Linked DNA regions of Ovis aries: region 1 is linked to region 2. Evidence: chromatin contacts called from public Hi-C data. All regions are on one chromosome and are shown on one strand. Each heading gives the region's core, a stretch centred on a gene start, on an enhancer-like site or on the middle of the called end of the contact. The rest is flanking DNA. Distances are from core to core; before and after follow the strand shown.

Region 1 (6,313 bases), core at 1,902-4,401, 1.3 Mb after region 2:
CATTAGCAACTCTGTAGATTTTGCAAAAGAGCTGTGCATTAGCTATGAAAGATCTAAGACACACATTATCCCAGGCTTGGTCTATGATTCTGTGTGGCCTGAAGCTGAACATGCAAATTCTTTGAGCTACAACTTAATTTTATCTCTAGAAGTCAATAGGAATGTAACAACAAAAAACACTACAAATGTGGTAAGAGTCTTGCTCAAATGACTGGGGAAGCTGGTGGCTGAGCACTTCCTGAAGAATAAAATGAGAACACGATTGGATTATCTTGTTCCCACATATTTAAAGAGATGAAACAAACTACTAAACTCTCATTCCAACCTAACGATGAACCTTTCCAGAAACACTTCCTAGACCTTGGTGAGGAAATATTTTGGGTTAGGAGAACTAAAGTCACCTCATTTCTTTATTTCAGTCAATGGCACTTCATCCTCTACACCCAAGTAGCCTGAGATTTTCCACCACAACCTTGAAAGCATCAGAAGCCACAGTATCTGGTGGGACCACAAGCTAAAGTGAAAAACAAGATAGTTTTTGCAACACAATTCTTCTATGCTGTAAGAGAGATGAAGGGTATGGCTTCTTAGTAATTTGCCTAATTTCATTGTGTTGTCTTAGTGGGTAACACACCCACTAAGAAAGTCTTTAAAAAATGCTGTCAATATAGGAAAAATCCACATAATAGATCAAACTTGAAGCACTATTTATAATAGTCAAGACATGGAAGTTATCTAAGTGTCCATTGACAGAGGAACAGAGAAAGAAGCTATGGTGTGTATATATACACACACACAATGGAATATTACTCAGTCATGAAAAAGAATGAAATCATGCCATATGCAGCACCATAGGTGGGCCTAGAGATTAGCATATGAAGTGAATAAGTCAGAAAGACGCAGATGATTACAATACGATATCACTTATTTGTGAGGTCTAAAAAAATGATACAAATGAACTTGTTTATAAAACAGAAATAAACTCTCAGACATAGAAAATAATCTTATGGTTAACAAAGAGGCAGCAGTGATGCAGTGCAGCAATAAAGTAGGGGGTTGGGATTAACAGATACAGACTACTATATCTAAAACAGATAAGCAACAAGATTCTTCTGTACCGCACAAGCAATGATAGTCAATATTTTGTAATAATCTATAGTGGAAAAGAATTTTTTAAAGATATATGTATATATGTTTAACTGAATCACTTTACTGTATGCCTAAAACTAACACAGTGCTATAAATCAACCATTTTTTAAAAAATTAAAATCAAATGATGTAACACTGATTATTTTCTTCTAATCTCTGCTTTACAGAGGGCTTGGACTAGAGCTATAAGTCTTCTGGATCAGTTCTGCTCAAAAGCACTTGTACTTTATATATATATATATATAAAATAAAGTGTATTATAATGTCCCTTTTTTGGACACCATAAAAGTTCAAAATATGTGATCTAAGTGGACATTTCAGATAACTTGTTTACCGCTATATTATAGAATCAGGTTCAGTTCTTGACCAGTAGTAAATGTTCAAAGTAAATAATTCAGGCTTTGTCCTTTTAACAGCATAAGTTGTTTTGAATCTTAACCATTCTTAGCACGTACATCTTAAGGAATAGGACGTTCTAAATGTAATTCCGTGTTTTGTCAACAAGTAGAGTTTACATGGAAAGCCTCCATCATTGAATCATGCTATCGTGGTGACGACTTTAGAGATTCTTGAGCAGTGCAAGGCCATTTTTTCCTAAGCTGGATGGTCTGTTCATAACATCCCTTCATCCTCTCATCACATTGAATCCAGTAAGCCTGCCTCACTCAGGGCTCTGCCTTTCTCCACTCATCATCCATCTATTTCATAAATATTTATTGAGCACCTGCCTTGCATCTTTGTTGCTGTGCTGTTTAGTCGCTAAGTCATGTCTGATTCTTTGTGACTCCATGGACCATGACCTCCCAGGCTCCTCTGTCCTTGGGATTTCCCAAGCAAAATACTGGAGTGGGTTGTCATTTCCTTCTCCAGGGGACCTTCGCCATCTAGGACTCAAACTCGTGTCTCCTGCATTTGCAGGTGGATTCTTTACCGCTGAGCCACCAGGGAATTCCACCCTGTATTATGCCAGGTCCTAAAACTCTTACAGGCTTCATTCCTACAGTGCTTGGATTTCATGATAACAGTCTTCCATGCCACTCAGAATCTCTTCTAACTTATACACAATTTTGTGTCTGTGTTCAAAATGACTGAAGTTTCTACATTTCCAAAATCTAGGTTATTGTGGCATTCCTGGAGTTAATCTTCTTGCTTAATACTTGTCCCCTCAGCTGACACACTGCTCTCCATCACATTCTATGTCTTTGCTGCTAATGATCCATGAGTCAGGAAGCTGTGAAAGTTTCCCTTCCTCTGTAGTGACACTAGACCAGTGCCGATTCTGACATTGTATCTGAAAAATATTTGGGGTTGGTGGAAAGTTATAACAGAGTGGGATTTGATTTTTTTAAAGCCTCAGGCCTCACATTCATATAACTCAAGAATACTAACCTAGATCTTTTCAGATTGTTGCTCTGATTCCAGGCTCAGCGATGTGTTCTCGAATTCATTCTCCCATCAGTACCATTTTGCTGTCACGCATGGACCCAGTTCATGCTGAGCCCTGACAGGAGGTGCATGCGGCAGCATGGTGGGGCCAGGCAAATTTGAAACAGCCCATTGCCCATTAACTAGTTTTAGAAACAACAATGAAACAGGAAATAACAAAGCATGATCCTTGAATTAGTACTTCAGCAAAAAGACTCAAGAGTTTTTCCACAGTCTGTAAATTGCTCCAGCTGTGTTTTCACGGTTTATGAAACTGAGAGAGACAAACTCTAGAGACAAATTAAAATGTTGGATCTGGTCAGGGATGATTTTATAATAAAGGTGCTCAGTTATATGGCATAGTCTATGATACACGCAGAACTATAAGCCAAGTCTACTGAAAATACAAACAGTTTATGCATTGTCCACCCAGAGGGATAAGGACTGGCATATATCAACACACAGATCAACCCAAATAATAAGATCTGTTTTATTGCTATGTTCTACCAGGAGAGGATGGAGGTATAACATTTTATTATGAAACGACTAATAGAAGGAACAGGAACACATAGCGATGGTTTCACTTTGGAAGGAAATGAATAGTGGATGAGGAGTGCCACCTTTTGGCTATTGGATGGTTTGACAGTCTGTTTAAAGAAAACATGATTTTTGGCTTAGTGAATCGTGAGCTTTGCAATCTAGTTCAGAAATACTTCTAAAAGTTCTTTTCCAGGTATCTCTGGATCTCATCCTTTTTGGAATTAGCCTTGTCAGACTACCTCATGCTTTGCCCATTCAAATACTGCCCAAGAGGTTGATGTGAGCTATTTATTGCTCCCTATCACTTCCCAGAGTATCAAAGATGTGGCCAGAAAAACCAAGACAACATTGAAAGGCAGGGTACATTTTTAAGTTACACTGCACTCCTGGCTGGGATGGCACAGAAGCAACAAACACAGAGTCTGATGGAGCTAACACAGTCCTTAGAGTCTCATAGCCCTGAACTTAACCCAAACTATGACATTGGGAAGAGATTTATTGTTCCTGGTTGGATAAGCATGGAGTTTTCCAGAGAAATAAATTAAACATACACGTAACACAAATACCACGCAGGTAGTGATGCATGCCACAGAGGCTCCTCACCTCAAGAAAATCTAAAAATAGTCACACGGGTGCCCATTAACTTTGGCAATATGAAAAGATGTTAGAGGCTAAGAATTGACCAAAGGCGTGCGTCGCCGAGCTGTAGTGAGATGGAGAGTAAAGCTTCCACCTTCACATATGAGGCGTCTAAAGAGCACAGTGAACAAGAGATCTTCCTCTCACCCCAAACAAGGCAGAACTAGTGAAAAGAGCCCATATTGAAGAGTCTTCCCCCCAGAAGAATTTCCTAGGAGCCCCAGAGATTTCCCCCACCATGAATAGATTCTTAAAAGGAAGCATCAACATTTGGAGATCACATTGCCCCAAGAGAGTACAGATGGACTCCACAGAATCAGAGCACTGAATTATATGCATGGGCTGAGCATACTCCCCATGTCCTCAAGGGTTTACAAGACCCTTATAAGTGCTCTGTGCTTTGCCTTAGTAGAGGGCTTCCGGGAAAAACATCACAACAGCCTGAAAGACCTGCTCCCATATTCCTGTAGGTAAGGAGTTAGAGAAAAAGCATGAGAAAATCAAAGAAACAATCCAGGCAAGATAGAATTGAGGGCTGAGATGCCAAGGACAGGCCTGAAAGTAACAGGTTGGGAGGACCGAGTCTAGTGTTTGGTTTGTATCACACACTCAGAAAATGTTTCTTCACCATTCCTAATTCCTTTCTTAAGTTTCCAAGGTCGCTCAGTGGTAAAGAATCAGCCTGCCAGTGCAAGAGACACAGGTTCAATCCCTGGGTCGGGAAGATTCTCCGGAGGAGGAAATGGAAACCGCTCCAATATTCTTGCCTGGAAAATCCTCTGTGCGGTTGCAAAGAGTCAGATACGACAGAGCATACAGGCATAGCATGGCACCTCACAGTTGTAGGCTCTGTTCGTGGGCCCTTTTTAGTTGGTAAAGAGCCAGGTTCACAATCAGACCCAGGACAACAAGCTGCCCAGAGTTCCAGGTTCCAATGAACCTGGAAACCCACTGAAGGAAATGTATTCATTCTACAAATACTTGCTGAGTTCCTATGTGAGTTTCCTATGAAACTATCACCTCCAATGTATTATCTCAGTTAATCCCCCAAACAATCCAGTGTTTTTTTTTATTGCTTTATTATCATCCCCATTTGATGAATAAGGAAGCTGGAGCTCAGAAAGGTGAAATTAAATCTAAACCCAGAACGAAATGTCCTTACTGTGTCTGCAGAATGGACAGAATAAATGGGCAGGGAAATAAACAGGGAAAAGAAAGTCTAAAAGGAAAAACAAGGTGGAGGTTTGAGAAAGGCCAACAGTGATTGGGAAGCTGAAATAAAAGCTGGGGCATAGCAGATAGAAGTGTTTAGATGAGTTTAAAAAAAGTAAGGCATTCATCACCGAAAACATTTCTAGTTCAGATTATTTCGTGCCTTGTGCTTTACACAAAATGTTCTCATCCCTTACCTTATTTGTTCCTCTCATCCAAATATGGAAAGTGGGTGAGAAAGAGGGCACAGTCACCATTTTGCAAGTGAAGGAATCAAGGTTTGAAGTGGTGAAATCTCCTGACTAGGGTTATACAGTTCAAGAGTGGGGGGCGTGGGGTTCACACTGGGTGTTGCACTTGAATTCAGTATTTTTTTTTATTTTACAATGTTTACACACCCTGGAAAAGCCAAGCAAGCTCGAAGCTGTCATTTACAGGTGTAGTGAAAATAGATGGTTAAAAAAAGACTCAACCTCATGCAAGCCAATATTGTCAAGCATTTTTTTTCTCCCAGAGAAACAAAGTACTAAAGGGGAGGAGATCAAAGGAGAACAGTTGAGTCACAGCCACATGCTGAGAAACCAAAGCCAAAGGCTTTTTTTGGATGGGACTTTGGTCAGCATCTAAAACATAACAAACTAATTATTAATTTTTATTCAATTCTGTTTTTTCAATTGACGAATTTTGTTCCAGATGAAAATGTGCATTGTAGCAAAAATGTAAGACATCATGTAATTGCCCTATTATTGTCTAAAAGAACAAATTTCACCTAGGCAGAGATTACAGACAATTTTTTTCAAATATGTTAGGTATAGATTGCGGATTGCATTAGAGGCAACCTGCCCTTCCAAAAGACTAAGACCACTCTCCAATTTTACACCCAAGAGACCAAAAAAATAAATAAAAATTAGAACAAATTATTGATAAAATAAAAATTATTGGAGGAAAGTAACTAAAAGCAAGTTTAAGAAATCAGATGCAGAATTGTTATTAATTATTGCCGTCTTTGCAAAATCAGTGTGCTGTTAAAGGGTACCTCAAGATTACAATACCAAAAGCAAAGAAAAAAAGATGGTGGGAGGAAAAATGACCATTTCTAAATTTAAAAGGAGTTTGGTCTCAGGAGATTAATAGAGCTGTCAGTGTGATCATACTCAGAAAGCTGGCAAATTTCCAACTGGAACTGACACATTCAAGATATAATAATGGTTTTCTGGCTTCCTAACTAATTTGAACTTGGCTCTATTTTTTTTAATAGCCTTCATTTTTTTTAGAACGGTTTTAGATTTTCAGAAAAATTGAAAAGACAGCACAGAGAGTTTCCATGCTTCCCACACCCAATTTCCCC
Region 2 (6,496 bases), core at 2,863-5,362:
TTAAATAATAAGAACTGAAACTGGAATTTGGGCTTAATTGGATTTTGGTAATCACTAAGTGTTCTATTCACCATAGAAAAAGTGTATTTTCTTATCCTTTCTTCCTATAACTAGTAGGGGCAAAATATCATAACATTTAAAATAACAGTGAGCATGTGCTTATAGAAACTGCATGGAAGCATTACCATGAAGCAAATTCTTATCATCATCTTCCCTGGGTTGTTCATCCTATTTACACTGGGGAAAGATCTGACACATTGAAGCTGAAAGAGGATACAAAAATGGTCGCTAACATTTAATGAACACGTATTAAGTGCCAGGTTGTGTTAGAAGCTATCTTGGTACCTTGTGTAATTCACAATCATCTCATATTCTTGGTGGCTGTGTGTTATTCCCATTTCATAGATGAAGGAACTAACACAAGGTGTCTGAGTAACTTGTCCAGGATCATAAAGCCAGAAACTGACAGATATTTGAATCCAAGAAAACTTGAATCTGTAACCTACCACCTTCTTTTTTTTTTTTTTTAACCACAATGCTCACCTGCCTCCTTGAGGGAATCAAGATGGTCTGTGGAGGTTAAATACCCATATGGCTATGGCAAACTGGGGAGACAGCTCTTGAAGCCTTACCTGTTGCATCTTCAAGGGATTGCTCACCTGAGTGATAGAAAGGGGTCCCTCCTGCTCCACTCAAGACACTGCTCAGCCACACTACACTTAGGAACCCCTCCACTGTCTTCCCTTAGGCTGTGGAAGTACTAAAGGTAGCCTCTTATGAATAGGCCAGGAGTCTAAGCAGTTGTAAAGTAAGCAATATGTGTTCAACAAACTAAATATTATGGACAAAAGTGTGTGTGTTTATGTTGGGAAAGGGGTTGTCAGAAGGATTTATGGCTTAGCTTGTTTTCCTAGCAGTGATGGAGATGGACTTTTGCTGCTTTATCCACACTGGAATCTGAATCCACTTAACCTCAGGTGTGTTTGCATTTATATCTCGGAGGCAGTCTCCCCAATTTGATGGGAGGCTGAACCTCTGTCCTTGGCAGAGTATGGCGCCTGAGGTAACCAGCGCCTTCCAAAGCAACAGCTTCACTCAGTCACTCCTGCTTTGTGTTCTATCAGCGCCCCCAGTGTAAGGATATTCAGTTTTCCTCATTTGTGTCTAGCTAGATTAGAGCAGTTCACAAACTTAACTCAAAGAGATGACAGCTTGATGAAACTGCTAGCCCCATGGTAGGGCCTCTAATTTGCTTTGACTACTGGAATTGTAGCTGCTTGTCTTAACTCCCTTCAAGCTGCTTCAATGTGCAGCTAACCTAAAGAAAGGAACACACCTATGTCGATTTATACGTAATTTTCAGAATTATTCTGAGTGAGTTGGAACCATTCCTTTATGTCAGAGCTTTCCCATGTGTTTTAATAGGGAAAAATCCCATGTCCACAGGAGTTCAGAAGAGTCTCAGCCTTTAACATGGTGGGAAATATGAACCAGTGAGAAAGCAACAGTGCCCAGTATTTCCTAAACTTCACTTCACCACAGAATCCTTGTTTATCAGACATGTTCTGGAACCAGTGCTTCTGAGAAATACATAGTGAGTGAGAACATGGAAATGGATTCTGTTCACAAATTCCAGCTCTGCTTCTTACTTGAATAAAGTACTTAGCCTCTCTGTACCACAATCTCTTCATCGGCAAAATAGAGATGATAATAAAAATACTTGAGTGTCATTGTGAAGATTAAATGAACATATACATTTAAGGACCTACCGGCTTCCCTAGTGGATCAGACAGTAAAGAATCCGCCTGCAATGCAGGAGACCTGTGTTCAATCCCTGGGTAGGGAAGATCCCCTGGAGGAGGGCATGACAACCCACTCCAGTTTCTTGCCTGGAGAATCCCATGGACAGAGGAGCCTGGAGGGCTGTAGTCCATGGGGTCGCAAAGAGTCAGACACGACTGAGTGACTCAGCACAGCACAGCACATTACTAAGCGTAAAATGTGTCTCCTACTGTTAACAGCTATTTAACTCTCTACTTACTAATGATATAGACCCCATACACATGGAAAGTTTAAATTCCAAAAGTTAGAGAAATTTCCTTGTGACCTTTCTGTAATAAAAGGAACATCTAAACTACAGAAGGATATAGTGGCTTTGAGTCGGGGGGGAAAACTCAACAGTTTGCAGTTTAAATCATCTGTCTAGTTGGTATGGCTACAGTCATGGTGAAAATGTTTTTTGAGTAAAGGTAAAAGAAAAAGGGAAAAGGGAACAGGGGCAAGCATTATTTTTATTCACCTCATTTGGACTAGGTTGAAATAGAAAATGTCAAGTTATGAGTAGTGTAAAACAGACATCAAACACTTAAAATCCCAGCTTCCTGGATATATGTGGTGGAAAAAAATGAAGTTGGTCACTCAGGTCTAGCTGGGGAAGAGGGTGAAGAGAAAGCCTTCGGCAGCAAATTAAGAGGATATCCATCCATTCAAACAGCAAAGTAAAGGCAATTCATTCTCTGGGTGCACAAGACAAAGTTCTGTTTCAAGTGCAGAACCAGGCTGTGAACAACAAACCGTAATAAGCTGTAGGACAGAGGTACCAGCACAGGTGCTGTGGAATCTCAGAAAATGACTCCACTAGAAGATCCTGGTGCTGGGCAAGACTGAAGGCAAAAGGAGAATAAGGTGGCAGAGGATGAGAAATTAGATGGCATCACCGACTCAGTGAACATGAATTTGGGCAAACTCCGGGAGATAGAGAAGGACAGGGAAGCCTGGCAGCTGCAGTCCATGGGGTCGCAAAGAGTGGAACATGACTCAGTGGCTGAACAACAACAAAGAGGGTGGAGCTTGGATGACCTATCTCAGGGGCTGGCCTGGCCCAGAGTCAACTGTTTGATGCTCATTTGCCTAAGTGTGCGGGGTGTGTGTGTGTGTACAATATGGGAAGACTTGCTTCTAGAGCAAGTGATCCCATCTGGGAAGCCGTGAACAAGCCACACGAAGTAAAAATGGGAGGCTTGATCGCCTGTCCTTCACCAGACGGGTCCAAAATGACTATATAAAGTAAATACCATAAATCACTGTTGTCAGGGCGCACACTGCACCTCCTCTCTCCCTGCCCCTCAGCCACCCTCATTTCCACACCCCCTCAACGGTTCAGGGAGAGCTCGTGGTCTAAGTAAACGAGAGGACTCCTGACTGTAATCCTAGCACGTCACTTTGTTGAAGGCAAACACGTGGTTCGGGGAGAACTTATAAATCTCTCCTCCCAGGCAGGATCGTGATGTTATCTGCTGCCAGCAGAAGGTTCGCTCTGAGGGGAGCTCCAGAAGCTCCCGACGAGAGAGAGAGAGAGACAGGGAGAGAGAGAGGTCAGCCAGATAGATATAGAGGGACCGAGAGAGAGGCGGAAAGGAAGAGACACACCGGGAAGGGAGAGCCCGCAAGTGAAGGAGGCCCGGGGAGAGGGATGGAGAGCTAGGATAACGGTCTAGGGAGCCATTCGGGAGCAAACCGAGGGGGGCTGCCCGGCTGCAGAAAGGAGAAAGCAGGAGAGGACCTTCTGCGGGCTGCCAAGTGCCTGCTGCCCTAAGCGAGAAAAGCCCACGTGGGAGAGAAACCAGGCGAGGGTGGGTCGGCGTGGGAGTCCGAGGGAACCCCTTCGCCACCCTCCTAGGAATAAAACTCCCCCGCCAGCGCGTCGCCAGCCTGCAGCTGCGGTCCGCGGGCGGCGAGAGCCACGGCGGCGGCCGCCGCTCGCCTGTTGCCGGGTTGGCGTTTGGAGCGAGAGCAGAAGGAGGAGCAGAAGGAGGGAGCTGGAGGCCGGACGCGTTCGCCAGCGGCGGCGGCGGCGGCAACGTGGAGTGAGCGGGCGGGTCGGCGCGCCGGCCGGGGAGTCGGCCCCCGCGCGCAGCTCCGGGAGCAGGATCCTCGCCGCCTCCCTGCGCGGCCTCCGCGGCCCGCGCCGGACCCGGCCGAGTCCCGGGCGCCGAGCGAAGCTCTCCCGCCTCCCCGCCGCGGGCCGGGCTCGCCCCCAGCGCGCGCACCCGGGCGCGCGCGCGCCCACACTCACACCACACACACTCACACGCGCACTCACACACACACTCACACACGTGTGCGCTCCTCCGCTCCGGAGCTGCTGCCGCTCCTGCTCTCAGCGCTGCAGTGGAAGGCAGGGCCGCGCCGCGCCGCTCCTTCTTGAAATATATAAATTGGAGCCGGCCGGCCTCGGCCGCCCCCCTGACAGCGCGGCCCGCGCCCCTCCCGCCGACGCGCCCGCTGCCAGCCCCGGGACCTTTTCATCTCTTCCCTTTTGGCCGGAGGAGCCGAGTTCAGATTCGCCACTCCGCACCCGAAACTGACACACTGAACTCCGTTTCCTCCTGCTAAATTTATTTCTGCCTAATAGCCACTCGTCTCTTTTTTCCGCCCCCCCCTCCCCTCCATCTCGTCGCTCCAAGAAAACTTTTGCCGACTCCCTCAAGTGCAGGTTCCCCCTGCCCGTCGTGTATTAATATTTCCACTTGGGGAACGACGTTGCCTTTTCTTTTGAAAGGAATTCAAGCAAGATACCTTTTTCTCTCGGACATTGACTCTCGATTGTTTGCAAAAGTTTCGCATTAAAAAAAAACCTACCTGATCTGTACTTTGAGAGTTGCTAGGGTTTTTTTTTTTTTTCTTTCTTTCTTACTTTTTGCTTAAAAGAAAAAAAATTTTTTTTCCACCTTTAAAAAAATGCACTACTGTGTGTTGAGCGCGTTTCTGCTCCTGCATCTGGTCACGGTCGCGCTCAGCCTGTCTACCTGCAGCACGCTCGACATGGACCAGTTCATGCGCAAGAGGATCGAGGCGATCCGCGGGCAGATCCTGAGCAAGCTGAAGCTCACCAGCCCCCCAGAAGACTACCCCGAACCCGAGGAGGTCCCCCCGGAGGTGATCTCCATCTACAACAGCACCAGGGACTTGCTCCAGGAGAAGGCGAGCCGGAGGGCGGCCGCCTGTGAGCGCGAGCGGAGCGACGAGGAATACTACGCCAAGGAGGTTTACAAAATAGACATGCCGTCCTTCTTACCCTCGGAAAGTAAGTACCGCTCCTCGCTTCCATTCCCCGGGGCTTAGCGCTGCCCGAGGCTTCCAGAACCGCAGCCACTCCAGGGATAGCCCTGCCCTCTGGGGTCCCCGGCTCGCTCCTTCCCCTTCTCCGGTCCTCCGTCCCACCCACCTCCTTGCCAGTTGTGTGCTTGAGAACATTAGGCTTTAAAACGTGGACTTGCGACTTTATTTTCTCCATTTCTTCCTCTCCCCCCCTCCCCCCATAACGCCCCCGTCCTTTATAAGGCGTTATTCTCGCTCTCTTTTTTTTCCTCTTCCCTGAAATCCTCGACTCGGCCACCGGCTAGGAGTCAGCCCTCCTCTGTCAAACTCCAGGCACTCCCCGGGGCCGAGTTAAACCGGGAAACCTCAGTGGGTTTGTTTTCTTTGCTCCGATTGGCCTGGAGCCCGCCGAACTGGGGCACGAAGGGTTAAAAAAAAAAAAAAAAGTGGCTCAAAACGAGCCTCACCGGAAGGCGCCCCATTCCGTGCCGACCTATCAGCTGATTCCGCAAGCCTTCCCTATTGTCTCTAACTCCCCGAAAAATGTCAGCATCGCCAAGACGAAACCCGATCTGGCGACCCCTCCAAAAACCTACCTCCAGCCCCTCAATTCGTGAATCTCTGACCTCGTCGGGGTGTTTACATCCCCCTGTCCCCGCCAAGGCGAGATCTTGTAACCACGTCCCCTTTTGATTTCACCTGGAATGGTAGAGAAGACAGCTTCGTTTCTGCCTACGTTTAAAAGAGTTTTTCCTTCATTTTTTTTTTTTTTTCCAGAATCCTCTCAAACCTGCCTTCTTAAAATCGCCGGTGTAGCAAATCCCTTTTCTTAGGCGTTTATCGTTTTATCTTTCTCACTCTGGAGCCGGGTGTTCCCTGCCCTTTCATAGGCTTCCTGCAGTCACTTCGTTGCATTCCTGAATCTCAGCGTAGAAGACAGCCGATTTTTTTTTTTTTTTAAACTGGCTTCTCTGAGGGCAGTGTCCTCAAAACCAGCTGGCATACAGTAGCCGTGGAAGTGAAATGATTTATTGTTGGAGCTCCTTGGGGGGAAGGGAAAAGAGCAGTTAGCTTAGAATGATTTCCAAATTCTTAAAATAAAAAAAGAAGAAGCAAAGAAGCAGCATATATTGATACCTGAGAGGGTTAAATACCAGGAAGAAGAAAAAGAAAGAAAGAAAAAAAAAAAAGCTCCGACTTTCGCGTATTCCAAATCCCAAGTCGTACACTTTTCATTGGTTGCCCATTTCTCTCCGCCCCTTTTCATGCCCTATATACTCTCTGGCTGCCTTTACAGTCTCTGTGTCTTGCCTACAGAGATAATATGGCCATCTTGGTAATTTTATCCTAGAGGTTCTAATTGCAGAGTGGTGCTTTTCTTTTTGAATATTTATAT

Evidence for each region. A called contact is a pair of places that touch in the nucleus more often than the background predicts.
Region 1: a Hi-C map of hypothalamus shows a contact between it and region 2, with 5 times the contacts expected there. The contact joins the enhancer-like site here to the promoter of TGFB2 in region 2. A contact is called at or near these places in 4 of 16 Hi-C or Micro-C datasets (hypothalamus, liver, mesenteric adipose tissue and 1 more).

The regions. Positions count from the first base shown.
Region 1 is chr12:22,317,145-22,323,457 of ARS-UI_Ramb_v3.0, forward strand. No RefSeq gene overlaps it. Among named protein-coding and RNA genes, the nearest start is that of SLC30A10, 380 kb to the right of the region's middle. Within about 2 kb of position 3,152, at least 8 of the 54 cell types and tissues checked have an H3K27ac peak or open chromatin away from gene starts, as enhancers often do. A contact at or near this core is called in hypothalamus and tail adipose tissue, where this site is marked.
Region 2 is chr12:21,036,329-21,042,824 of ARS-UI_Ramb_v3.0, forward strand. It overlaps TGFB2 (transforming growth factor beta 2), which reads left to right and starts at 4,113. Exons shown (of 8, transcript XM_004013602.5): 1 at 4,113-5,086. The coding sequence starts at 4,741.